7 separate regions of the Mus musculus genome follow, and all the other regions are linked to region 3. Evidence: chromatin contacts called from public promoter capture Hi-C data. All regions are on one chromosome and are shown on one strand. The core of a region is the stretch at or near the end of the contact, and the rest is flanking DNA. Distances in the headings are between cores, read along the strand shown. Region 1 holds the start of Wtap (Wilms tumour 1-associating protein). Region 2 holds the start of 9330136K24Rik (RIKEN cDNA 9330136K24 gene). Region 3 holds the start of Lnpep (leucyl/cystinyl aminopeptidase). Region 4 holds the start of Zfp53 (zinc finger protein 53). Region 5 holds the start of Zfp942 (zinc finger protein 942). Region 6 holds the start of Zfp758 (zinc finger protein 758). Region 7 holds the start of Zfp983 (zinc finger protein 983).

The links. Promoter capture Hi-C pulls out the DNA fragments that hold promoters and counts their contacts.
Region 1: a contact with region 3 is called in a promoter capture Hi-C map of the HPC-7 cell line. The contact joins the promoter of Wtap here to the promoter of Lnpep in region 3. A contact is called at or near these places in 2 of 39 promoter capture datasets (the HPC-7 cell line and pre-B cells).
Region 2: a promoter capture Hi-C map of pre-B cells shows a contact between it and region 3. The contact joins the promoter of 9330136K24Rik here to the promoter of Lnpep in region 3. A contact is called at or near these places in 4 of 39 promoter capture datasets (cranial neural crest, frontonasal cranial neural crest, pre-B cells and 1 more).
Region 4: a contact with region 3 is called in a promoter capture Hi-C map of second pharyngeal arch cranial neural crest. The contact joins the promoter of Zfp53 here to the promoter of Lnpep in region 3. A contact is called at or near these places in 4 of 39 promoter capture datasets (cranial neural crest, frontonasal cranial neural crest, pre-B cells and 1 more) and 1 of 484 Hi-C or Micro-C datasets (B cells).
Region 5: a contact with region 3 is called in a promoter capture Hi-C map of pre-B cells, with 5 times the contacts expected there. The contact joins the promoter of Zfp942 here to the promoter of Lnpep in region 3. A contact is called at or near these places in 2 of 39 promoter capture datasets (liver and pre-B cells) and 1 of 484 Hi-C or Micro-C datasets (pre-B cells).
Region 6: a promoter capture Hi-C map of pre-B cells shows a contact between it and region 3, with 5 times the contacts expected there. The contact joins the promoter of Zfp758 here to the promoter of Lnpep in region 3. A contact is called at or near these places in 2 of 39 promoter capture datasets (cranial neural crest and pre-B cells) and 1 of 484 Hi-C or Micro-C datasets (B cells).
Region 7: a promoter capture Hi-C map of pre-B cells shows a contact between it and region 3. The contact joins the promoter of Zfp983 here to the promoter of Lnpep in region 3. A contact is called at or near these places in 2 of 39 promoter capture datasets (cranial neural crest and pre-B cells).

The regions. Positions count from the first base shown.
Region 1 is chr17:12,990,003-12,993,879 of GRCm38.p6, forward strand. It overlaps Wtap (Wilms tumour 1-associating protein), which reads right to left and starts at 2,257. Exons shown (of 8, transcript NM_001113533.1): 1 at 2,075-2,257.
Region 2 is chr17:21,534,087-21,537,622 of GRCm38.p6, forward strand. 9330136K24Rik (RIKEN cDNA 9330136K24 gene) reads right to left here and starts at 1,792. Exons shown (of 3, transcript NR_131123.1): 1 at 1,737-1,792; 2 at 342-385. It overlaps Zfp52 (zinc finger protein 52), which reads left to right and starts at 1,453. Exons shown (of 5, transcript NM_144515.2): 1 at 1,453-1,747.
Region 3 is chr17:17,622,960-17,626,580 of GRCm38.p6, forward strand. Lnpep (leucyl/cystinyl aminopeptidase) reads right to left here and starts at 1,530. Exons shown (of 18, transcript NM_172827.3): 1 at 1,435-1,530. The coding sequence starts at 1,453.
Region 4 is chr17:21,486,921-21,490,818 of GRCm38.p6, forward strand. It overlaps Zfp53 (zinc finger protein 53), which reads left to right and starts at 2,068. Exons shown (of 5, transcript NM_013843.3): 1 at 2,068-2,345.
Region 5 is chr17:21,959,910-21,963,930 of GRCm38.p6, forward strand. Zfp942 (zinc finger protein 942) reads right to left here and starts at 2,555. Exons shown (of 6, transcript NM_001199048.1): 1 at 2,347-2,555. Zfp943 (zinc finger prtoein 943) reads left to right here and starts at 2,650. Exons shown (of 4, transcript NM_001025373.2): 1 at 2,650-2,910.
Region 6 is chr17:22,360,068-22,364,091 of GRCm38.p6, forward strand. Zfp758 (zinc finger protein 758) reads left to right here and starts at 1,386. Exons shown (of 3, transcript NM_001347330.1): 1 at 1,386-1,640. The coding sequence starts at 1,515. It overlaps Zfp944 (zinc finger protein 944), which reads right to left and starts at 1,333. Exons shown (of 6, transcript NM_176962.4): 1 at 1,101-1,333.
Region 7 is chr17:21,648,657-21,652,546 of GRCm38.p6, forward strand. Zfp983 (zinc finger protein 983) reads left to right here and starts at 1,955. Exons shown (of 7, transcript NM_001357098.1): 1 at 1,955-2,216; 2 at 3,147-3,289; 3 at 3,611-3,689.

The sequences.
Region 1 (3,877 bases), core at 1,007-3,506, 4.6 Mb before region 3:
AACCGGGGCCTAGCAAACACAGAAGTGGATGCTCACAGTCAGCTATTGGATGGATCACAGTGCCCCAATGGAGGAGCTAGAGAAAGTACCCAAGGAGCTAAAGGGATCTGCAAACCTATAGGTGGAACAACAATATGAACTAACCAGTACCCCCCTGGAGCTCCTGTCTCTAGCTGCATATGAATCAGAAAATGGCCTAGTCGGCCATCAGTGGAAAGAGAGGCCCATTAGTCGTGCAAACTTTATATGCCTCAGTACAGGGGAACGCCAGGGCCAAGAAGTGGGAGTGGGTGGGTGGGGGAGCGTGTGAGGGACTTTTGGGATAGCATTGGAAATGTAAATGAAATTTAAAAAAAGGAAAAAAATGAACTAGAAAAAAACCAAAACAAAAACAAAAAATACAAGTCATAACATAGTGTACAAACACACTCATCTGTTTAAGAGTGAAGAACTAAAGCACTCTTAGAAACCCATCTGCCCAAATCCTTAAAATTCAGTTTCAATCATATCAGAAGCCATCCTGTAGACTGCAACCTCCCCTAACTTGCCCCAGCAGTAGTGAATGAATGAGTGAAACCTAGCCACCTCAAAAATGTCTGTTTTCAATAGTTTCAAATCGTCTACATGTTTACCTATAAGAAAACATGATGCTTGGTTTAAAAGAAAAAAAAGCGTTTAAAAAAAAGGCATTTAAAAAATTTTTAAATTTATTATATGGTAAGTACACTGTAGCTGTCTTCAGATACACCAGAAGAGGGCTTCAGATCTCTTTATGGGTGGTTGTGAGCTACCATGTGGTTGCTGGGATTTGAACTCAGGCCTTTGGAAGAGCAGTCAGTTCTCTTAACCGCTGAACCATCTCTCTCCAGACCGCATTTAAAAATGTTTTATGAATGTTTTGCACGTATATATGTGCATCACGTGCACGCCTGATGCCACCCACTGAGGTCAGAAGTGGGAAGTCAAAATTCCAGAACAAGAGTTAAGGATGGTCAAGAGCCATCATTCCGGTGCTGGAAGAGAAACTGCTGAGCCAACTCTCCAGTCCCAAAGCTCAAACATAAGCTAAAGGGAAAGAAAGGTAGAATTTGTAGTAACTGATCTGTGACTTCCACCTATCTTTCCAAACAATAAAATTAACTAAATGAAAAGGCTAGGGTAGAGCGTGAAAACGATGAAAAAGGCGTAAATAAAACGTAGAGGATTATAACATGCTCCTTGAAGCTTTAACAGGCTCACCGATCTTTACAACCAGCTTACAGTGTATTCTTAGTCCTTTGGGGTCAAATTAACTGACTTCCTCATTCTCAAACCAAGAACTGTGGGCTCGGGGAATTGCTGAACGGCAGAAGGCTGGCCTAGCGTGCATGCACAAGGCCTAGCCGCCCCCCACGCCCATAAAACATGTACACAGAGAGGAAAACTTAGGTCTTGTTCTACCGTGCACCCGCTGTCTTATGCAAAACAATTTTAAATACGGTCAAATCAGCCATACAGAAATCCAAAACTAGACTAGAAGTTCACGAAAAATTCCACTAAGCTGTCAAAAAAAAAAAAAAAAAAGAACTACTCTCACAATGCATGCACTTATGTAAAAATGGAAGTCCACAGGTGAACGTGGTTGCAAAGACAAGCTACTACGTGGTACGGAATTGTTTTTAACAAAAAAAAAACCCAAAAAACAAAACAGAATGCTTCACTTGTGCCATACAGAACTGTGGGTACCTCTGGGTCCCCGGTGACGAACCCTGGAAGGTGGGAGGGGGCGACAGAGGCGGGGAAAGGACCGGCATGGCCAGTCAGCCCCGAGAGGGCGGCCTCCGGCCTCCCCGCCTCCCCGGCCGCGGGAACGCCCGCCCTGTCCCCTGCCGTCAGGGACGGAAGTAGAATGGCCGCGAAGCGGTGCAAGGATCCCCACGGGCAGCAAACCGCTCTGCCTAACGGGAAACCTGCACGGCCGCAGGCCCGGTCGCCCTTCCGGCCCGGAGTGCATTTCCCCGGGTCTAGGGCGGCCGCGCCTCGCTCCCCGGCCCCACAGGCCCTCGTGGCCATTCCCGCTGCGGGCTGCACCTACCTTCCCAGCCCGAGGCTGCGCGGGCGCCGCCAGTCACACAGGCCGAGGCCGCGCCGCCGCCGGCCCCCCCGCGCTCCTCCCGCCGCAGCGCTGGCGAGAACCTTTATTTGCGGGTCTCGCAGCCACAAAATGGCGCTGAGGGAGGAAAGCCGGCCCTGCCGCCGGCCCCGCCCCGCCCGGACTGCGCCCCGCCCCGAGCGCGCCGCGGAGACCCCGCCCGTGGCCCACTCACCCGAGACGCGCCTCTCGGGCGCCTCCTCGGTCACCGCGCCGGGCGCCTCTGGAGAGAAGGGGCGAGGGGCGGCCGGCTCGGCCCCGCTCGGGACCTCGGGGCGCGGAGAGGCAGCGGCACTACGCCGCCGCCGCACGGAGACAGTCCGCGGAAGCCCGCACCGGCCCCGTCGGGGCTCTGCAAGCTCAGCGGGGCTGGGAAGGGAAGCGGCCGGAGAGAAGGGCGGGCCCGCGAGGTCGGAGGTCACCCGCGAGGCATCTCGGGACGACGGCCGCTGCCGGACAAGCTCGGCGGGGCCACCTGCGGCTGCTGCGCGGCCTGGGCGGAGGAATCCGAGCCGACAAGCGCGTGATTGGCTCTTCCAGGCAGTCTCACAGCTCAGGATGCTTCCGCGCATCGTGCCGGAACGGGGAGACAGCGGCTTCATGCTTAAGCGCCCCTCGTTTTAAGTTGGGGGCGGGGGAGGGGGACTTAGAAGCCGTCGCCGTTCTTGGGGCCGCCGGCTTTGCCCCGGGGCGTCTTTGGGTTTGAGTCGAGGAGCCAGGAGGCTGCGCGTGTGGGCAGACTGGAAGCCCCGGGAAGGCAGCCGGGTGAGGGTTCTGGAGTACTCTAGCAAGAACAGCGGTGCTCGGCAGTCTCTTCAGCACTTCCCAGATGGGACAGTCATATTTAGGCTTAGTCGGTTTTATGAGCCCGGTTAATCCCCAGCGTAGGTGCCCTGCCTGAGATCATTTATAAGGATACAGTTACAGTAGAGACCAGATGCCACCACTAGGTAGTTTACATCGCAGGGTCCTTGGAAAACTAAAGAAAATGGAGAAGGACGTGAACAGATGGTTCACAGATCCTTAAAATATTCCATAGAAGGAGGATCAACTTTGTTTATAATGGAAATATACATTGAAATCCTGTTTCCTGGTGAGGATGCAGACATTAATAGTTATGTGTTACTTTGGAATGAGTCCTGGCTTGAGTGAATAAAGCAAGGTGTAGAAATACATATACACATATATGTAGGCACATATCGAGAAAATGGAAGAATATTGCAGAAACTTAATAGTTACTCAAAAGAGGGTAATGGCTGTAGGAGATAAAGGTAGAAACAGCAAGACTTGTGAGTTTTCAAAACTTATGAAACGAATAGGTAAAACAAGAAAATCCCTCCAGAGTCCAAAACAAATTGAAAGGAATCAATTCAAATTAAAATTGATAGCGGAACTGAAAGATACACAAAAGAAAGAATATAGCTGCAGTGTTTGAATTTCATGCTCTGGCTCTGTGCCTACAGAGGGCTCTGTCCTAGATACCTAAGAATCACTCAGTTTCACTAAGTGATTTGTAGTTATAACATTGTTGCTATGGTTTTGAAGTTACATATATTGTAGTACAAACATTTTAATGTTACTTTCTTCAAAGATTTCTAGTGTAAAAGATAATGAGATACAAATTCAAATACCAAAGAAGTTCAGAGACACTATTTTAAATTTAAAGATTAACTTGGGGCTGGAGAGATGGCTCAGTGATTAAGAGTACTTGTTGCTCTTTCAGAGGACCTGGATTCAATTTCCAGC
Region 2 (3,536 bases), core at 542-3,041, 3.9 Mb after region 3:
AGCTATGTTCAGGAGCCTGATGTGCTCAGCACAGGATGACAACTAAAGCCAGTGATTCTTCTTCTACAGTCTATCCATTGCCAATGCCTGAGAGGTAAAGCCTTTTCCCTTTCCTAGATTGACCGTGGTCTTGTGTGGGGCCAGTGCAGGCAAGGACAGCTGCTCTTGGTTACTGATTGCAGTAGTTGTATGGAGTCTAGAGAACTCTAGACTTGGAATTCTTAGCCTTTCCCCCTCTCTCCCTTCTTATTTCCTAACCATCTCTTCTTCCTCCATGCTTCTCAGAGCTAGACATTGGATTGTAAAACTGACTTTTCTAGGGTTGGGACCACAAACCTTACTTATTTTCTGCATCTGGGACGTGCAAGATTCTCTGCGTACACCACTGTACTAGAGAGAGAGAGAGAGAGAGAGAGAGAGAGAGAGAGAGAGAGAGAGAGAGAGTTAGTTCTAGGTTTTATCTCAAAGCACTTTTGGAATCATGAAGACAAACTTGTTTCTGCTTTACTAAAATGACATGTCCGCCATCTAGTGGTGAAAGAAGTTCAATGAAGTATGAATTCAGTCCTGACTGTTGAGGTCTGTCCCTGTAACATAGCTGTAGCCATTTTGTTCCATGCCTGCCAGCTATTTCACATTGTTTCTGTAATATGCCAGTTAGTCATTGACACAGAAAAATAATTTGACTCAGAGCAGGGTCGTGTTCCACATACCCTGTTATCTTCTGTGTGTTCTGAAGTTGGTTAATCTTAAGAACTTTGAAAATTATATGCTCCACTTAGGACCAATCAGAATAAAGGTCAGATAGAACTGCTCTGTCTGGCTAGCAAAAATAGCTTGGGTCAGAGAAAACCACAGGTCAGCACTTCCTGCACCTGCATATGAGCGCATTGTGATTTTTTTCATTCTTAAACCAGTCCTGAGAAGTGTTTGTGGTTGTAGCTCAGCCCCCAAATTCTGATCAGTCTTAGGGTATGCATCCAATTATCTGTCCTTGTCTGACTGAGATCAGGGTTTGTGTGGCATGTAGGGCTACTGCTGGACCCCAACACTGACCACTGAGTTCTTGAGACAACCTCCCCCCTCCCCCAAATCCACGTTCCTGAAAAGTCTCTCTCCAAATCAAAATTGAAGTATTTGGTTTTGGTTTCTCATGTTTGTGTTTTGGGGATGGGACTCTGGCATCCGAATTTAGCCTGTTGTTTGGTATGCAGTATGTGGTGGAGAGGATGATAGTGAGATGGGGATCTTAGGTTGTCTGTTTTGCATCTGAAAGATTCAGAATTCACTATGGGGATCAGATATCGGGGTGCAGGGTCCTACCAGATATAGTTCTGGTCTAGACTGGCTGCAAGAGTGTGGGGAGACTGTGCAGAGCAACCTGAAGGGAAGAGCTGTGGCAGAAAGAAGCCTGAGACAGAGTGGGAGGGGCCGGTCTCCGCTGGGCGGGCCCACTCGCCCAGAAATAGAGGATGGAAGATGTGGTACATTGGCTGGGTGTAGAGGAAGGGTGTAGTGTGGGTGGGATTAGAAGACTGAGGCCAGGGAAGCTAGGAAGCAAGGTGTGTTAGCTTGGGAAGTGGGACTAAAAAGTCAAAGTCTGGAGTGTCAAGAATCCGGTACAAGACTGAGCTGGGGTTGGGGTTGAGGGGTAGAGCGGCTGCACAGTGTGGAATCGCGTGGTGGAGACCTGAGTATGGAGGAAACGGCGGGGCTCGCAGAACCGGAAAACTTACCTATACCGCAGGTACCTTTTGAGCATCCTGGGAGAGTCAGCAGTTTAGCAGCTGGCAGAGGCAGCAGCGGGGGATGGGGGAGAGGAAGTGGGAGTGGGGGTGGGGACAAGGGAGGGAGGCGCTCGAACCTTCCAGGTCCGAGGAGCTGAGGCGGGGCTGGGGAATGGGCAGGAGTGGGAGGGGAGCAGAGCGGGATCAATTTCCCCTCTGATCATAAGGATAACGACTCTCAAAATTGTGCTGTGGATGTCAGACCCTCGTCGATAAATTTTCAGTAATATTAACTGGAATAATACTATTTCTTTTTATTGACCTTCTGGCTGATCTAGTAGAATATTTGAATTTATCAGTTAATATTTGAAAACGCAGCTCTCTTTGCTATGACGGAAAGGACAAAGCTATTGAAATTTACAATCATCCATACTAACTTCCGTATTCTACCACTTCTCTATTTAAGAAAGTGGCATGTGGTGGATTCCCCATGAGCTTTTAGTCACGAAAGGAACTCCTGCAAACTTAAATGAATTTGATTGTACTGTTTGTTGTGAGTTTTACTGGTATGGATGTAAAAATTAAGTTTTAAAAGTAAACTGTCTATCTACTATTAATTTTCCATCGGGAACGTATGCAATCTGTGATGCAAATTGTGAAAAGAGTGGCGCCAGGCTTGGTGACACTCACGTTTTATCTCAGCACTCAGGAGCAAAGGCTATATAGTGAGTTCCAGGACAGCCAGAGCTATATGGTGAGACACTGTCTCAAAAAACAAAACAATAAAAATAATTACAAAAAAAAAAAAAAAAAAGAGGAGGAGAGAATAAATAATGAAGGAAGGAAAGAAGAAAGGAAGAAAGCAAACAATCAAGGAAGGAAAGCCAGCTAAGAAAAAGAAAAAAAAATGTGTCTTCTTGTTGAGGTCTGCCCCATCTCAGAATAGCTGTAGCCATTTTGTTCCATGCATGCCAGCTATTTCAGATTGTTGCTGTAACATGCCTGCCAGTCACTGACACAGAAAAATAACTTGACTCAGAGCAAGGTCATGCTGATCACGTATCCTGTTATGTTCTGTTTGAGGTTTGTTAATCTTAAGAATTTCCACAAAGCCTTACGTAGGACCTATCAAATTAAAGGTCAACATGAACTGTTAGTCTAAAATGGCTTGAGTCAGAGCAGAGCCCTTCCTGCACCTGAATGTGATCTCATTGTGCTTTCTGTTCTTTGGGTTTTTTTCCTCCTTTTATAAGCTTACAGGAAAAGATATTTGTGTAGTTGCTCAGCCCCTGAAGTCTACTACCTGACTTATGAGTCTTAGGTTGTGCCTTCAAAAAACCATCAAGGATCAGATGGCTTACAGAGATCAGGATTTGTTTGTGTGGTTTGTTGGGCAACTCTTGGACCCCAACACTTTTGCTGAGTTTTTTTTTTTTTTAATATTTTTTTATTCTATATATGTGAGTACACTGTTGCAGGCTTCAGACACACCAGAAGAGGCCATTGGATTCCCATTACAGATGGTTGTGAGCCACCATGTGGTTGCTGGAAATTGAACTCAGGACCTCTGGAAGAGCAGTCAGTGCTCTTAACTGCTGAGCCATCTCTCCAACCCCTCTGCTGAATTCTTAATGTTGTAAATTAGAGTCTGGAAATCAGAGTATTCTCTTTGAGGGAATCCGGTCACAGTATTTTCACAGCTAGACAGGGCATTTTATAAACCAGTTTGTGGTGGCATATACCTTTAATCCTAGCACTCCTGAGGCAGAGGCAGGTAGATCTTGGAATTCTTTGCCAGCCTGGTCTACA
Region 3 (3,621 bases), core at 280-2,779:
TGACTCATTCTTGTTTTCAATTGGGTAAGATTTCATAATTAAAAATCTTACCTACATATTTAAAACAAGGAGGCTCCAATAATTCTGCCTAGAAGGAAGAAAACGTCTTGGAAAATTTTATACCTCTTTTAAGCACATTTTACACTCAAATCCTAGATGGTCTCTATGGTGCCTTTCAGTTCAAATCTTCCTTAATTCTCTGAGTAAGTTTACCAGACTATTCTTAGAAACTTGGTAATTACAAATAGAACACATATGAGAAAGAAATTTGGAGTTAAAGCTGTCATTACTAAGCCTAATTAAACACTGCAGACAGAAAGATGGCAGGAGAATAAAGCATCCCGAATTAGGGAAAAGGAGAACATAATGAGTAGGTCACAGCTCCAGCGATGTGGTAAACAATGTTAAAGAACACAACAAAGTCCAGCCTAGGCATTAGAGTGGATAGAGTGGGTGTCCCCTCCCCCTTCCCAGTTCCTTAAGTGGCATGCGACCCCCCTCCCAACAATAATATGCTTCTCTCCCATTAATCTGACTTTCTACCTACCTGAAGTAACCAACCACACTGGAAACACATGCCAAGTAGAAAGTGGATCCTCTAATCTCATTAAGCCCTACCCTTTATTAGCAGTTTTCCTACTTTCCATCCTAAAGTGGAATCCATATATTTAAACACCATAAAATGGTGAGACATCATCTCACCTCTATATTGAGACTCAAGCACTACAAGCCCAGACAAAAGCCATGAAGTAAAGGGCCGTGGCTATTTTCTGGACACAGACTGCTTTGACTTTCACACACACACACCCATGCCACCTTATGATATAAGCCCAACAAGGGCCATTGATATTCAATGGATCTCTAACTAGAAGATCAAACATCACTAGCTGGTAAAAAGAAGTTTGGTCGACCTGCGGAGCAGCGGTAGGCAGACGGGTGGCAATGCGGGGCGGCATCTTCGCCACACCGAGCAGTACTAGCCAGCCCCCGGTAAGTTTCCTTCCCTGCAGTGCACTAAATCACGCTGCCAGCCGCGGCCCCACCCCGCCCTGTTACGGAAAGGCATGCGGACAGCTCGGTGAAGGACGGGCGGACAGCTCCAGGCTCCCCGCACGAGTAGGCTTTCGCCGGGGCCGCAGCTTCTCCTGGCCGCGGCCGCTTCCCCCAGGACCAACGCCGTTGCCAACTTTGCCGCCGCCCCCTCCACCGCGCAAGCATCCCAAACTTTGCCGACTACCTCACCTGGAGGTTCGGGGCTGGCCCCCGGGAGAGGGCTGACCTTCACGCCTGCCCCAGCCGACCCTGGCCCCTCTGCCGCCCCCCGGCCCGCCTGGGAAACCCTTGGCAGGGATGCCTGCAGCCTGACCCCCTTGCCACATCTGACCCTCTGGACCCTGAGAGCCCGGGAATCCGCGACTCGGGCTAGCCACTCACCATTGGTAAAGGACTCCATCTTCGCCCCGCCGCGGGTCCTTACCAGCCCAGCGCCCCAAGCTTCCTACTCCGAGAGCCGAAGCGGTCCTGACGACTGAGCATGCCCAGCAAAGGCCTCCGAGGGCTGCCGGGGAGGTGCGGCGAGGGGCGGCGCCGCTCCGCCGCACGGCAACAACACCTTCGTTCCGGGTTTTCGCAACTGCTGCAAAAGACCCACTGAGGCGTGGACGCTAAGCATCGCTCAACCCTAGGCCCACTCCGCCCAGGGGCGGCGGGGAGGAGCGCAGTGCTGGGGCGGGGCTTAGAGCCCCACCCCCGGAGCTCACTTCTAGCCGCCGCGCTGTCTGTGCCGCAGAGCTGTAGTACCCCGGTTCAGACAACTGGTACACCTACTACTGCATCCGGCCGTGTTTCGGGTGCGGCCACCCCAGTACTGAGCCCGGAAATGCGGCCGGTGATGCTGTCGCCAGAGGGGTTGTCGCCCTTCGCGTTCTGAAAGCAAGACAAGGCCCAGGGTGGGTCGGCCTCTACGCTGGGCTAGCCCGGGGCGGCGCTCTTCTTAACCGCCGGAGCAAGCCCTGCGGCGGTGGTCGGCCCGACTTCCCTCCTTTAGCAGAACGCCCTGCAGCAGCTGCTGCTGCAGCAAAGCCGGAGGCCAGAGGAAGGGAGGGGCCCGGGAGTCGATCGGTGCCCTTTGCTTAGGGCTGGGCTTAGAACTGCGAGCAGATCTCAAAACCCGGAGCGGGGTGTAGGAGAACGGACCGTGCGCGCAGAGGTTGTGTGCAGAGAGGCCCGCCTGCCTAGTCCTGTCCTTACTCGACACCAGCAGTTGGCTGCTCCCAGCCTTCAGGGTACACGGCCTGATTCCGCGGGGCTAGACCGGAGGGAGCCAAGTTCCCCCTTCCCCTAGTACTCGCGCCTTTGCCTCGGGCCCCATTGTTTCCGGTGCCAAATCGGGGCGGTCCCCGGCAGCCTACGAGACACGTAGAGACCGCGTTAGCTCCTGCTAGCTCCTGTTTCTCCAACTGCCGGAAGTCAACACCCCGCGAAGAGGCTCCCCCATCCCTCCCAACCGCAGCCACAGCTCCTCTTTCCTCCCCACTCACTGCTTCGTCCCCTGCGGCGACTTGGCTAGGCCTTGGCCTCACTGCGCGAGCCAACTGTCACACACTCCTCCTCCCAGGCTGTCAACCCGTGCAAACAAAATCTAAACCTGTACAAATATCCTGGGCGAAAGAGGAGAAAGGGATGATGTTCGATCGATAAGGAAATTCTACGTTCAAAGAAGTAAACCCGAAGTGCAGTGTTTTTAAGAGGTCGATTGTATTACATCCACTACGTTCCACTCCTGTTTTACAACGCCCTGTGAAAACCAACTGTACTTGGAGTAACCACTAAACTCCTTACCTAACTCTGGGACCTCATTAACATTCTCGCCCTTTAATGGCCCCGAAGCTTTCATAAGGCTCCTAGAAGTTGGCGCGATTTATTCAGCATCGTTAACCGTACCTTTACTTATTTTTTTTTAAACAAAACAAAACCCTCCTTGCAAAATTGTTCCACAGCTTTGTGTTTTGTTTGCTTACTTCTTCCTGTCATTTTCTTAACTCAAATGTCACCCCTACAGAGAATCCTCTGACCACACACCTAAAATAGCAACAAACACAGTGGGTTCTATAAAGATTCCTCCTGCCATTATGTTCAGAGCACTCTTAGCTGTCAAAAGGCTTATTGTTTATCAAGAATACAAGATCAGTGGGGCAGGTTTTTTTTTTCATTCATTTTTTTAGGGCTATGTCCTCATTTTTAATCGTTACACAATATATTAAATAAGTACAGTATAATGTTTATATTTCTAATTTACTGCCCACATTGAAACCTTTCCACTGAATGTCTTTATAATGAATGTCTCCAGTTGGTCTGTTTGTGCTCAGTACAAATGTTCATGACATCATATCTCAACGCTGCTACTGCCTTTTCACTGTGTGAAAGATAGGCTGAGTCCTTAGGCTAGTCCCCATATCGGAGCAATTCCGAACCAAAAGTAGAAAATGAACCACAAGAACTCTTGTATTCATGGATTTTGTTCAAATGAGCCTGTTTCACATTGGTATTGCTTAGCTAAGAAACTCTTCCCTATTAGGTCGTGTTTTGTTCTTTTGGTGTTATTTTTGGTGCCAGAGCACT
Region 4 (3,898 bases), core at 818-3,317, 3.9 Mb after region 3:
TTTGTTTTATCCTAGGTTTCTGGGCTGTCTAGGCTCTGGTCCTTGGTTATGCAGGCAGGTTGGGTATGACTTTCACCTTTTGGAGTGAGCCTTAACTCAAATCAGACATTGGTTGGCTACTTCCATAATTTCTGTTCCACCATTGCCATGCCATCTTGTGGGCAGGACAGATGGTAGGTCACAAGTTTTGTAGCTGCTGCAGTCATACCTTAAAGCTCCATTTCATTATTGCATTTCACATACTTTTTAATTGTGAGGAAAAATTCAAGATATGCAAACAGAAATTTCTCCCTAAATATAGTGACGATCTGATCAGAAAATAGAATTTGGAAAATCATTCCTTAGATTTCTCTATTCTGTCTTTTCTTCATATACTGAGTACAGTACTGTGATAGACGTTTGTGTTCTTTCTAAATATTCTTTCATTAGTCATGGGCTACCTCAGAGAACACATGGATTATTACATTCAAGTTAGATCTGGTCACCTGTCTGAGGCAAATGAGATTGCCCAGAAACATGGAGATGATATAGCCACAACCATGGTGGGCAAGTGAATGAGCAGGACACAACAGGTGTCCTGCCTGTTGTAACTGTTAGAAGACATTGCACCTTATTGTATCTGAATTACAGTGACTTAACACTAGTATAAAACAAAATTTACTTGACTATGCTGATGTCAGATTGGAATTTTTTTTTTTTACAAATATAAACCTAATGTGAGTCCATGAAGTAGCATTGTTCTGTAATTGCCTTCCTTATATGTAGGTATTCATTCATATTACATCCTTCATTTTCTTCTCAGTGGAGGATACACTGATACCCTTCTGGTAAATGATCTCAGGAGTCATTGTAGAGAGTTGACTTGAGAATAACTGTAAAAGGAAAGTTAAGAAACACAACAGTGTGTGGAACTCAGACAATGGAGGAAAGAAATAAGCAATAGCTGTCCACTGCAGACCTGCCTCAAATCATCTAGAAACTCTGACATCTGGCAGAATATTTGCTTTACATCAATAACTTTTGAAGAATCTAGTGATTCTATCTCTCTCTCTCTCTCTCTCTCTCTCTCTCTTTTTCCCCCCACCCCCCGGAAAGAAAGAAAAGGCCTTTGATGTTTTAAATGGAGCCTTTAATATTACAAAGTCTGGGTCATCAAAACAGTAATCTTCATTATGGTACATTAGTTTACCCAAGTATTGTGAATCTGAGTGCATTAAATTCTTCTTCATCAATTTCTGAGAAAAAATATTTAAAAACAGAAACATGTACTCTGAGTTGCACCCTAAAGCTGATTACTGATTTCTCAATTATTTGTTTCATCTTGGTTTTTCTGAAAATCCATGCAATTATAGTATAAGAAAATGTTAACTCCCCAGAGGTCTACTTACAAATCACAACTGTGTAAGTAATGGAAACATAAAGTTAAGAAACTTGCAAAAGCTTTTAATGAAGTTTAAATCTTAAAACACCGCAATTTATATTAAACTAAAATTATGCAAAGGTAACTGGGGACCACTGATGTGGTTCATAGACATCATAGGCGGGTAGGACTTTTCAATGGCTTCTTCCTTTAAGCTGTTTATCAGGTAGGATTTTTCTTTATTTTAAAACGAAGACTATGTTCCACGTTCCTGAAAAGTCTCTCCCCAAATCAAAATTGCAGTATATGGTTTTGAGTTCTCACGTTTGCATTTTAATAGATGGCATTCTGGCATCTGAATTTAGCCTGTTTTGCTCTTTGGTATATATTATATGGCCCAGAGGCTCATAGTCCAATGGGGGTGTTAGGATGCCTATTTTGTATCTGACGGGTTCAGAACTCACTATGGGGGTCAGATACCGGGATGCTGCGTCATATCAGATCCAGTTCTGGTCCAGGCTCGCAACAAGCAGGTGGGAAGACCGTGCAGATCAAGGCCAGGTCAGCCTTACAGCTGGATCTGTGGGAGGAAGCCTGAGACCGAGTGGGAGGGACTGATTTCCGTGGGGCGGAGCCACTCACCCGGAAGCAGAGGATGGGAGGATGTTACACATTGGCTGGGTGTAGAGGAAGGGTGTGGAGTGGGCGAGTTTAGAGGAGTGACCAGCAGGGATACTGAGATGCAATGTGTGTGAGCCTAAGGAATTGAGGCTAAATAGTCAGAGCCTAAAGTGTTAAGAACGCGTTTCCGGCCTAGGGTCTGCACTGTGTGGAGTCGCGTGGTGCAGACTTGCCTGCAGAGCACACGGCCGGGGTCTCGCGGGACCCGTGAACCCCCAAAGCTACAGGTGCCAGGCGGGGCGTCCTGGGAGAGTCAGCAGCGCCGCGGCGGGAACAGCAGCCTGGCGGCCCTGGAACCTTCCAGGTCAGAGGAGCTGCGGGGCTGCAGAACGGGCGGGAGTGGAGCAGAGCATGATCAATGTCTCCGCAACTCATAAAGATGACAGCTCTCAAAACTGTGCTGTTGGATGTCTTACCCTCGTCGATACATTTTTCAATAATATTGACTGAATAGTGCTATTTTTAATTGATCTTCTACCCTCCACATATTCTCCTACGAATAACCTAGTAGAACATTTAAATTTATCGGTTGATATTTGCAAACGCGGTTCTCTTTGCTATGGTGGAAAGGACAAAGCTCTTGAGATTTTCGATTATCCATACTAACTTCCGTGTGCTACCACTTCCTTATTCAAGAGAGTGGCATATGGACCTAGGGACTATGATTCCATGAAAGCTTCTAGATATTAGTCATGAAAGGAACACCTGCAAATTTAATTAAGAGTACAATTTGTTGTGAGTTCCACAGGTATGGATGTAAACATTAACTTTTAAAAGTCAACGTTTTATCCACCATTAATTTTTCATCTAAAACTCTGTGTATTCACTCTGTGATGTAAATATAGCGTTGTGAAAAGGGTGCCGCCAGGCTTGGTGACACTCATCTTTTATCTCAGCAGTCAGGAGACAAAGACAGATGGATCTCACTGAGTTTGTAGGCCAACCTGATCTACATCGTGAGTTCCAGGACTACCACAGCTACATTGTGAGACCCTGTCTCCAAAAACTTAAATATAAATACAACAACAAGACAAACAAGGGGAAGGAAGAAGGAAGGATGGATAAGAGGGAGGGAAGGAGAGAAAAAAAGTAAGGAAGGCAGGCAAGTCAGACAAAAAAAATTTTTTTTTGTCTTCTTCTGAGTTCTTAATGTTGCAAATTAGAGCCTGGAAAATCACAGTATGCTGTTTGAGGGAATCAGGCTACAGGGTTTTCACAGTTAGACAGCATTTGGTGGTGGTACACACCTATATTCCCAACACTCCAGAGGCAGAGGCAGGTGGAGTTCTTTGCCAGCCTGGTCTACAGAATGAGTTTAAGGAAACCCAAGGCTGCACAGAGAAACCCAGTTTTGCAGCAAAAAGAAAGAGACAGAGAGAATGAAACAAAATTAAAAGGCATTAATTATAGTATATGACAATATTAGAAATAATCTTGTGAATAATTATAACTCATCTACATCAGAAAATATCTGCAATCTTGTTTTGTTAATGGTTCAAGAAAAGCATTCTGCCCATGGACACATGACTAAACTGTTATGGAAAAGTCACCATTGTAGACCAGGCTGGACTGGAATTCATAGATTTCTACCCACCTCTATTTCCTCAGTGCTCACATTAAAGTTGTGCACCAGCAGGAATGTTCAAACTGTTATCTTTTATTTTGTGGTCTGTTGACAATCAGTGGTGTGACTCTGGACTTCTCCCAGGAGGAGGGGCAATGCCTGGTCTCTGCTCAGAGGGCTCTGTACAGACTGCATGTTGCAGAATTGGAACTCTGATTTCTGTGGGTGAAAATAGTTTTCTTGCTGTCTCCCTTGCTCCTCCTTTGGGTTCTTGGCAAATTAGACTGCAAGTA
Region 5 (4,021 bases), core at 1,305-3,804, 4.3 Mb after region 3:
CCACAAACTTTCCTGATGCAACAGGATATGAAAAGTAACTACGAGGTCTAGGGTTTCTATATCCAATAGAGAATTAATATCCAAAATTACAAAAAGAACCTAAGAATCTAGCTGTGAAAAAAAAAAAAAACAACAACCAAATATACAATTTATAAATGGGTTGCAAATCTAAACATGGAATTCTAAATGGAGGGAACTCAAATGGCCAAAATATACTTTAAAATATTCAACACTTTTAGCCTTCAGGGAGATGCAAATCAAAACTATTTTGAGATTCCATCTTATAATCGTCAGAATAGCTAAAATCAACGTCACAAGTGAAAGCTTATGCTGATATAAATGTGGAGCAATAGAAACATCCCTCCATTGTTAGAGGGAGTGCAAAATTGTACAGCCACTAAGGAAATCAGTGTGGCAGTTTTTCAAACTGATGGGAATCAGACTACTTCAAGATCTACTCAGTCCAGGGCATATACCCAAAGGACACTTCAATCTACCCAAGGACCCTTGCTAAACCAGGCTCATTGCAGCTTTATTCACAATATTTAGAAACTAGAATCAATCTAGATGACCTTCAACAGAAGAATAAATAAAGAACATGTAGTACATTTGCACAGTAGATTATTACTCAGCTGTGAGCAGATCTAGCTGAGCAGTGGGAGGCCTGTATATAGGAAAGAAATTCTTCAGAATGCACCTGAAACTTTTCATAAAACAAAAATGAAAAATGGTTACACTTGTCCAAAGGAGACATGGAGGAAGAAAGAGAAAATATCATGCCAAAGTCTCGTTTTCTGTGAGGATTTCATTTTACTCTATGAGATGTGAGACTCATTCATACACAGTTCACACAAATGCAGAGTTGTTTTCCCAGGACCTCTTAGTAGGGGCAAGGAAGACTACAAGAAAACTATTCTGACCCACAGAATCAAGGCTGCTGCACTTCTCTAACAGGTCTGTGAAAAAAAGCCCTGACTCTAGGGTCTAGGTGTTCTCACAACTACAAGAAGTCCAAAGTCTGAGAAACTACTAACAACAAACTATGAAACAAAAATAAAAACAAAATAAAACAAAACAAAAAAAAATAGTTTGGTCACATGTGCGTGGACACAGTGCTTTTCTTGAACTAAGGAGACATTTTTCTGATGTAAGTGAGCAATCACAGTTATTCAAAAGATGCTTTCCTATTTTTAAAAACTCTATACTGACTTTTCTATCTATAAAAACATCTTCCTCTCACAGCATGCATACTGGGCTGGACTATATCACAAGAGGAATGGCTAACTTAAGTGCCTATTAACACATCAAAGTCGACATTTTTGGCTAGAAGCTTTCCTGGCTCCTGGTTTTTCTCTTGGTCCCTCCCTGACCCCCATACCTAGTTCAGTCTGGACTCTTCAAGTGGCCTCTGGTTGTTTTCTGGTTCATACTGTAAAACCCAAAAATACCGTGTAAGCACCACCTTCGCAAGAACCAGGTACCTTCTTGGAATGCTGGGAGTTTTAGTTCTTGAGAAAATTGCAAAACCTCATGCATGGGAAAGTATGGTGGCCTATAGGTTTGTCTTTATAAAGCTCTGGAGCATGTGACCAAAGTCCATCTCTTGGTTAGTATTTAACAACCCTTACTCAAATGGTGGAATTGTTTGTTTGTTTGTTTTCTCCAGCTAATCTGAGCATTATCATGACCTACAATTAACCTTCTCCTCAGCCACACCTTTGGACAGTCATCATCTCATTTTCATTCAGCCGTAAGGTGTGATGTTAATAACTAAGCATATGAAGACACATGTCTGAATGCTGTATTTACATCAAAGAGAGCATGCATCTAAGATGGAACTCTAACGGGGAGCAAAACTTTGGTCAGTAAAACTTAATGTTTACAGTCATAATTTTGGTGCTTCGTAATGTATATTTTCTGATTCACTCAAATGTGTACTGGTTCCTCATAAGACTAATATCTACAAAGCTCTCTGGGAATGCCTATTTCCCAGGCCAGAGGCCACTCTCTCCTGAGTAGGCAAATGATGGGTCAAGGGAGTTAAGAAATCTAAGTTCGAGAAGCTTTGTAACTGCTGTAACAAAGAGAACCCCGTGTGCAAACTACAGTACTGCAAATGTTCTACGACACTATTTTCGGAAACCATTCTGGTAACCATAAGATAAATGAAACAAACAAACAAACAAACAAACAAACCACGATACACCCAGTTCATAGGATCTCAAACCTCCTGACAATGATAAAAATCCACAGCAGAATTGTGAGCGCGGCGTCCTTAAGAGCAACTGCAGAAAACAAGCCCCTGCTCCGCTCCAGCCCATTTCCCAGCCCCGCAGCTCCTCTGACCTGCAAGGTTCCAGGGCCGCCGGGCTGCGGTGCCCGCGGCTGCGCGGCTGATGGCTGACTCTCCCAGGTCAGCACAGGAAACCGCATCTGAGGAGAGTTTACGGCCTTCGAAAAGAACCAGGCCAGGGTAAGTCGCCCGCAGTGGGAGTAGAGACAACTTGGCTCCAACAGGTACCTAAGGGGACGCGGTTCCCAGTCTCTGGCCACGATCTTTGGAGCGGCTCCCCTAGCCCCGCCCAGGACACCACGGTTCCGGTCACGTGACAGCGCTAACGCCTTCAGGCCCGCCGCTTTCACTTCCTTAATTACGTTGGTAGAGTCCGTCCAGCTGCGTTCTCTTCTAGGTCGCCAGCTCCAAATGTCCAGGCCAGAATGACGTGAAAAGCCACCATTCCCCTTGCTACCTGTGTAATCCATGTGTACTCGAACTGAGCGCTGGTTTTTCGGCCCCAGTTTCCTCCGGAAACCGGAAAGCTCCTCAGACGCAGTTTCCTGGCTGCGGACCTGGGAGAGTCAGCAGCGCAGCGGCGGGCACCGCAGCCCGGTGGCCCCGGAAGGTCCCAGGTCAGAGGCGCTGCGGGGCTGGGAAACGGGAGGGAGCGGAGCAGCGGGGTGTTTTACGCAGCTGCTTTTATGGATGCCGCTCTCACAGTTCTGTTATCTTACCGTTGTCGGGAAATTGAGATCCTGTGAACTGGGGGTCTATCATGATTTTTTTTTTCATTTATCCTCCAGTTATCAGAATATTCAGTTGTAAAATAACTCATTAAAAATGATAGAGCAGTTGCATTATCTGCTGTTTGCTATTGTGTCAATCACAAAGCATACGGGACGTAAATGTATTCATGTTTCTAACACCCGTGTTTTACTAATTGCTTATTCAAGAGAATACCTTTTACTTCGCTAAATAGAACTTTGTATTTATACTAACCATATGAAGAACCAGTACAGATTCTTTTTTTTTTTGAACGAGAAAATATACTTTATGTTATGCTATGGTTGTGATTGTAAACATTAATATTTACTAAGTAGACTTTAGTGTTGTATGCAGTTTCGGATGTAAATAAAGCATTCAGAAGTGCGTCTTCATATGCTGAGTTCTTATGGTACACCTTAGGGCCAGGCAAGCTCACTATTGCTATGTGAGTGTATCAGACCACTCTATTGTTATGATTAGAAAACCCAGTATAGATTAAAGTTTTAGAAAGCATCTTTTGTACAACTACGATCACTCTCCTGTATCAGAAAAAAGATCTCTGTGGTTGAAGAAAAGCGCTCTGCACCTACATATGTGGCCAAGCTTTTTTTTTTTTTTTTTTTTTTTTTTTTTTTTTTATTGTAGGGTTTGTTATCATCAAGTCCTGTGGTTGTGGACATCCTGTAGGAGTGGGAATGCTTAGACTCTGCTGACAGGGATTTTTGCAGAGATCTCCCTTTGGACAAGTGTAGCAGTCTGGTTTCTATGGGAGACAATAGTTTTCTTGCAGTCTCTCCAGCTTTCTTTTCAGGATTCCTGGGAGAATGACTCTCTTTGTGTCTGAGCTATGTGTGAATGAGACTCACATCTCACATAGTTAAATGAAATCTTTAGATTAAAAGGGACATTTTTATTTCTGATATTTACTCTTTCCTTCACAGTTTCCTTTTTGGAGGCATCATTCATGAATGTATTTAT
Region 6 (4,024 bases), core at 136-2,635, 4.7 Mb after region 3:
GAAGGATAATGCAACACAAACTTAATTCAGAAACAATAGTAACTCAATCTCTGGGCACAACCCTGAAAACCTAATCTTGTAAGCCTTGTACTCTTATTCTTCTAGTGGTTGATCCTTGTGGATCTGCCATGATACTGGGACACTCAAGCAGCTACATCTTACCCATATGCTGTCTTGGTTCCAAAAGGACCCGACTCTCTCTTGTTTACTCTCTTCCTATGTCCAACCTGAAAGTCCCATGTACTCACCCAGTGATTGGCTCCTATATTCATTAGGGGACTGGTTCACAAGAACAGGCCCATCCACAGTAGAGGAGGAAGAGGAAGAAGAAGAGGAGGAAGAGAGATAGAGACCAAAACGTTTGGATTATATAGGGAGGCACCTCTAGTGGAAGGGCAACCAGGACCCTGGGCTGAAAAGTTAGGATTGAGGGCAGGGCCTCTCAGGTTGGTAGAACCCTGAGGTCAGGTCTGCTTTGATATTTAAAATATGCACCTCAGTCCATTGTCCTGGCATCCAAAACCAAACAGTATCAAAGGAGACAACTTTGGCTAGGTGCTTTCTTGGCTCCCGCTTCTTCTCTTGCCCCCTATTCTCTCTTCCCTTCTCTTCCTTTGTCCAACTCCACCTCTCTCTTTCCAATCACATCCTGGTTAAGTCTGGACCCTTACTTTCTGAGTCAGTCAAGTCTGCCCTGGTTCCTCTTTTTACTTCTACCTACAAAGCCCTCTGAGGATGCCTATTTCCCAGGCCATAAGCCACTCTCTCCTGAGTAGGCAAATGATGGGTCAAGGGAGTTAAGAAATCTAAGTTCGAGAAGCTTTGTAACTGCTGTTACAAAGAGAACCCCGTGTGCAAACTACAGTACTGCAAATGTTCTACGACACTATTTTCGGAAATCATTCTGGTAACCATAAGATAAATGAAAACAAACAAACAAACAAACAAAGCACGATACACCCAGTTCATAGGATCTCAAACCTCCTGACAATGATAAAAATCCACAGCATAATTGTGAGCGCGGCGTCCTTAAGAGCAACTGCAGAAAACAAGCCCCTGCTCCGCTCCAGCCCATTTCCCAGCCCCGCAGCTCCTCTGACCTGGAAGGTTCCAGGGCCGCCGGGCTGCGGTGCCCCCGGCTGCGCGGCTGATGGCTGACTCTCCCAGGTCAGCACAGGAAACCGCATCTGAGGAGAGTTACGGCCTTCGAAAAGAACCAGGCCAGGGTAAGTCGCCCGCAGTGGGAGTAGAGACAACTTGGCTCCAACAGGTACCTAAGGGGACGCGGTTCCCAGTCTCTGGCCACGATCTTTGGAGCGGCTCCCCTAGCCCCGCCCAGGACACCACGGTTCCGGTCACGTGACAGCGCTAACGCCTTCAGGCCCGCCGCTTTCACTTCCTTAATTACGTTGGTAGAGTCCGTCCAGCTGCGTTCTCTTCTAGGTCGCCAGCTCCAAATGTCCAGGCCAGAATGACGTGAAAAGCCACCACTCCCCTTGCTACCTGTGTAATCCATGTGTACTCGAACTGAGCGCTGGTTTTTCGGCCCCAGTTTCCTTCGGAAACCGGAAAGCTCCTCAGACTCTGTTTTGTGGCTGCGGACCTGGGAGAGTCAGCAGCGCAGCCCTGGAAGGTCCCAGGTCAGAGGCGCTGCGGGGCTGGGAAACGGGAGGGAGCGGAGCGGGGAGGTGGGGGGGGGGGGGGGGCTTCCGCAGCTGTTTTTATGGACGCCGCTCTCACAGTTCTGATGTGGATCTCTTACAGTTGTCAGGAAGTTGAGATCTTATGAACAGTTGGTCTATCATGGTTTTTTTTCATTTATCCTCCAGTTAACAGAATATTCAGTCGTAAAATAACTCATTAAAAATGATAGACCAGTTGTATTATCTGCTGTTTGCTATTGTGTCAATCACAAAGCTTACGGAATGTAAATTTATTCATATTTTCTAACTCCTGTGTTTTACTAATTGCTTATTCAAGAGGATACGTTTTACCCTGCTATGTAGAACTTTGTGTATATAGTAATCATATGAAGAACCAGTGCACACTTTTTTGAACGAGAAAATATACTTTGTGTTATGCTACGGCTATGATTGTAAACATTACTATTTACTAAGCATACTTTTTATTGCCCATGAATTATTCGTCTGAGTTGTATGCAGTTTAGGATGTAAGTAAAGCATTCAGAAATGCGTCTTCATATGCTGATTTATTTTTTAAATTGCCTAATTTTTACTAGATATTTTCTTTATGTATATTTCACATGTTATCCCTTTTCCTGGTTTCTCCTCCGAATACACCGCCTCACCCCCTGCTCCCCAACCCACCCACTCCCACTTCCTGGCCCTGGCATTCCCCTACACAGGGGCATAGAACCTTCATAGGACCAAGGGCCTCATCTCCCATTGATGACCAACTAGGCCATCCTCTGCTACATATGCAGCTGGAACCTTGAGTCTCACCATGTGTATGTTCTCTTTGGTTGGTGGTTTAGTCTCTGGGAGCTCTCGGGATACTGGTTAGTTCATATTGTTTCTCCTATGGGGCTGCAAGCTCTTTCAGCTCCTTGGGTCCTTTCGGTAGCTCCTCCATTGGGGACCCTGTGCTCAGTCCAGGGGTTGACTTCGAGGATCTACCTGTATATTTGTCAGGCACTGGCACAGCCTCTCAGGAGACAGCTCTAACAGGCTTCTGTCAGCAAGCACTTGATGGCATCCACAATAGTGTCTACGTTTGATGACTGTATATGGGATGGATCCCCAGGTGGGACAGTCTCTGGATGGTCATACCTTCAGTCTCTGCTCCACACTTTATCTCTGTAACTCCTTCTATGAGTATTTTGTTCCCCTTTCAAAGAAGGACTAAAGTATCCACACTTAGGTCTTCCTTATTCTTGAATTTCATGTGGTTTGTGAACTGTATCTTGGGTATTCTGAGCTTCTAGACTAATATCCACCTATCAGTGAGTGCATACCATGTGTATTCTTTTGTGACTGGGTTACCTTATTCAGGAAGATATTTTCTAGTTCTATCCATTTGCCTACAAATTTCATGGTCATTGTTCTTAATAGCTGCGTAGTACTCCATTGTGTAAACGTACCACATTTTCTGTATCCATTCCTCTGTTGAGAGACATCTGGGTTCTTTCCAGCTTCTGGCTATTATAAGTAAGGCTCCTATGCTGATTTCTTATGGTACATCTTAGGTCCAAGCAAGTTCAGTATTGCTATGTGAGTGTATTAGACAACACTATGTAAAGTTTTAGAAGCATCTTTTGTACAATTGTGATCACTCTCCTGTATCAGAAAAAAAGTCTCTGTGCTTGAAGAAAAGCACTCTGCACCTACATATGTGGCCAAGCTGCTGGGGTTTTTTTGTTTTGTTTTGTTTTTCTTTTTATTGTAGGGTTTGTTAACATTCAGTGCTGTGACTAGACTTCTTGTAGGAGGAGTAGGAATGCCTAGACCCTGCTGACAGGGCTTTTTGTAAAAATCTACCTTTGGACAAGTGTAGCAGTCTGATTTCTGTGGGTGACAATAGTTTTCTTGCAGTCTCCCCATCTCCTCCCAGGATTCCTGGGAGAATGACTCTGCTTGTGTCTGAGCTGGGTGTGAATGAGACTCACAGAGTTAAATGAAATTGTTGGATGAAAAGGGACATTTTTTTTTTTTTTTTTTTTGGTTTTTCAAGACAGGGTTTCTCTGTATAGCCCTGGCTGTCCTGGAACTCACTTTGTAGACCAGGCTGGCCTCGAACTCAGAAATCCACCTGCCTCTGCCTCCCGAGTGCTGGGATTAAAGGTGTGCGCCATCATGCCCGGCAGAAAAGGGACATTTTTATTTATGATATTTTCTCTGCCTCAGCCTTGAGGCAGGCTGATCCAGAATTTGACCTTGCTGCCACTAAGAAGGAGATTACCTAGGGTGGATCCTTCTGAACTAGATGGCTCTATTGTTCTGTCACCTGCCACTGCTCTCCTCCAAGACACTGACTGCTACCTGCTGAGAGGCCCCTGAGATATTCT
Region 7 (3,890 bases), core at 705-3,204, 4.0 Mb after region 3:
ACGAAAGAGAAATGATTCCTTGCCAATGTTGGGTTTTCCCCTAGCTATGTGGTCAGGGTTCCGAGTACAGGTTAGAATGCATGCTGTTTTGCTGAGCGTGATTCCAGGGTTTCATATCTCAGGCTAAGAAAGAAAGAGCTGTGCCCCCCAGAGCTGACAGCGGGCCAGGCAGCAGAGACCATGGGCTACAAATCATAGGCTTGAACGCCAGCCCTTTCCTAGACACTGCCTCTGAACCATAGCTTTTTAAGCTGGGGACTGATGTTTGCCTAGTCAGGGGTTCGGGGGTTGGAGGTGCAAGGCTAAATGCCTCTGCTGTGCAGTTAGTCCATCAATCACTCTAAGAGCTGGCTGCATGCCTCCTGTAGCCAATAGTTACAGTGAGTCACCAAAGTCTCCATAAAATGTGGGGCTCCCACAGGGAGACTAATGACAACTCCTGACTCTTGATATTAGCTCTTTCTAAAGCAGATAATGAGTCCAGCATGGTGGCACATGTCTGTAACCTTAGCATGCTAGAGCCAGAGTAGGTTCATCTCAGTGAATTCAAGGCCAACTTATCTTGCAAAACAACAACAAAGTCAACAAAAACAAAAATCCCATAAGATACTGATGCTACCAAGCAATAAATTACAGACTGATGTAATCATTTAAACTGTTGCCTTTAAAAACAGGTTTACATGGCAAAATCCTGTCCTGAATGAATGAATGAATGAATCCTCCCAATCTTTCTATTATTAACTATTTTACACTCACATATACATGTATATACACACAGAATGTGTGTGTGCATTTGTGCGCTCACATCAAATACTGCCCACTCTCATCTCCTACCTCTCCACTATCCTGGTTCACAATTCCAACAGTCACTCTACTGTGTCCATATCTATTCATATTGCTTGTGATCCACTGAGATGAACCAGAGCCATTTGTGAGACTGTGGGTTTGGAGCCTGATGTGTGCTGGACCCTGATATGCTAAAGGCACATCACTCTTCTAGAATCTATGAATCTATCCATAGTCAACATCTGAGAGGTTGTGTGTGCCATTCCCTAACCTACACTGACTGTGGTCTTGTGTGAGGCCAGTGCACATAAAGACAGCTGCTGTTGGTTACTGATTACAATAGTTGTATGGTCTGGAGAATGCTGTGTCGTGTCTTAGCCTTTCCCCTCCTTTTTCCCTTCTTATTTCCTAACCACCTCTTCTTCCTTGGTGGTGTCCCCAGAGGTAGAGATTGATGGTGTAGCTGACGGCTTAAGTTTTACTTATTTTCTCTATCAGGATAGTCAAGAGTCTCTGCACCCATCACTCTATTAAAAAAGGAAGGAAAGAAGGAAGGAAGGAACGACAGAAGGAAGAAATTCTATATTTTCTCTCAAAGGACTTTAAGTATGAGTCATAGAAGGCTAATGTCTTTCTGAGTTAGTGAACTGGCAAGTCTGCCTTCTTGTGGTGAAAGCAGTACACTGCGGGGTGAATTCTGCCTTGGGCTGGTAGCAAAAGCTACCAGATCTCTGACTTAAGTTCTTTAAATGTCTCTCCCTAAGTCAGAATTTCAGTATTTTGGCTTCTCATGTTTGTGTGTTGGGATGGGAGAGCCTGTTGCTGTTTGGTATGAACTATGTAGCCCAGAGGCTGGTTGTCAAGTCCAGGTGTCAGGCTATCTTGGATATAAAGGGTTCAAAACTCACTGTGTGTGTCAAACATTGGGTGCACAGCCTCCTAGCAGGTCCACTTCTCACTTCTGGTCTAGGCTGGCAGCAAGCATGAGGGGAGACTGTTCAGCCTGACATCTGGAGCTGTGTGGAAGGCAGCTTGACACAGAATGGGAGGGAGCTATCTCCGTAAGGCGGGGCCACTTACCCGGAAACAGAGGGTGTGAGGATGTGGCCTGTTGAGGCGGGTGTGTGATGTAGAAAAGTGTTCAGAGTGGGAGGAGTTAGGGGGTGACGTAAACGGAAGCTGGGAACCGGCTGATGAGGCCTGGGTAGTTGTACTGAGAGCCAAAGCCTGAGTGTCAATGACCTGTTCAGGTGCAGAGCAAGCAGGCCTGCACCGTGGGGAATCATGTGGTGCAGACCTGGGGTCAGAACACAGGGTGGACTTCGGGGAAGGTAAAACTCGGGGCTGACGTGGGCGCCGCGCGGGGAATGGTGGGGAAGTCTGCAGTGCAGCAGCTGGACCCGCCTCCCTACCGCCCTGGATCCTCCCAGGTCAGAGAAGCTGAGGGGCTGGGAAAGGGGAGGGAGGGGACCAGGCTGTGATCAGTTTCTCTGCTGTTCCTAAGGAAGCAAGCTCTGAAGTTTTGCTGTGGGTTTCTTCCCTTGTCAACACAATTTTAGGTCATATGAACTGAAGTAATCCTGATTTGTTTTTTATTGTTCACCTGATTGCCAAAATATTCATAGTAGAGTGGTCTAGGAGAATATTTGAATTTATCTTTTGATGCTTGCAAAACAGTTCTCTTTATTTAGGTGAAAAGGACAAAGCTCTTGGAATTTACATTCATCCATGCTAACTCCCTTGTTATACCCGTGAACATACTTGGTGACTTGGCATCTGCTGAGAGCTTTTAGACAGCAGTCATGAAAGGAGTGGCTGCAAATGTAATTGAATCCAAAAGCATATTTTTTTGCGAGTTTCATAGATATGGTTTTAACCATTAACATTTAAAAGTAAACTCTATACCCACCATTACCTTTCCTTCGGAGACATGCACTCCCTGATGTAAATGCAATATTCTGCTATAAATGCACCAGGCTTGTTGGCATGCATCTTTAATCCCAGCATGGGGGAGGGAGGACAGAGGCAGGCAGATCAAAGAGTTGGAGACCAGCCTGGTCTGCTTGGTGAGGTCAGGATAGCCAGAGCTACATGATGAGCTCCTGTCTCAACAACAACAAAAAACAAAAGGACAGAAAGAAAGAAAGAAAGAAAAGAAAATCGTGTTTTTGTGCTGAGTTCCTAGAACCTGGAAAGGCACAGTAGGCTATTTGAGGGTATAGGTCACAGTATTTTCACAGTTTGCGCATTATAAACCAGGTGGTATTGGCACACGCCTTTAATCCCTACATTTGGGACTAAAGGTGTGCACCAGGACAAGGACTTAAACTGCTGTTTTGTATTTTGTGGTCATTTCTCAGCCACTGGTGTGACTGTGGACTTCCAGAAGAACAGGCAGTGTCAGGACCCTTCTGGGAAGGCCTTGTTGCAGAATTTCAGCACTCTGGTTTGTGTGGGTGAGAACAGTTTGCTTCCAGCCTCCCTTGTTCCTCCTCAGGAAGAGGCAAGTTATTCTGCAATTGTGAGATCTTTGACAGTGTAAAGCTTCCATCCTTTTTTAGTCCATAATAAATTCAGAACCTCTCTAGTGTATCATATTCTCATCCCAGTCATTCAGTTCCATTTGTGCCCCTGAGACTTGACTGAGCTGTGACTGAAAGTGAGGTTCAAGTTACACTAACTGAAAATGCTTCCTAAATATTTTCAGTATTCTGACACTGCATGAGAATTGGGGGATCGCCGTAGAATTTTCTTTTTATCTCCTGAGCACAGTGCTGTGCCAGAAATGAAGGTGCTTGCTAAATACTCTTTTTCTCATGTGCAGGGTTCACTGATCACCCAGACCTGCTTATCTGTGGAAACCTAGAAGGTGGAGAGGGAGGAGACAGTACCTAAGGATCCAGGTATGTTGGAGGATTGGTGAAAGGATGGCAAGGGATTCAAGTGAATGTGGAAGTGGGACATGAAATCAGTTTTGCCACTTTCTGTTTCACTAGAAATAATTCTGGAGACTTCCACTGAGACAAAATCACCTCAGAATTGTCCTACAATTCTTCCTACACAAAAATTGAATGCTAGGAGGCAAATAAAATTTATTTGATTGT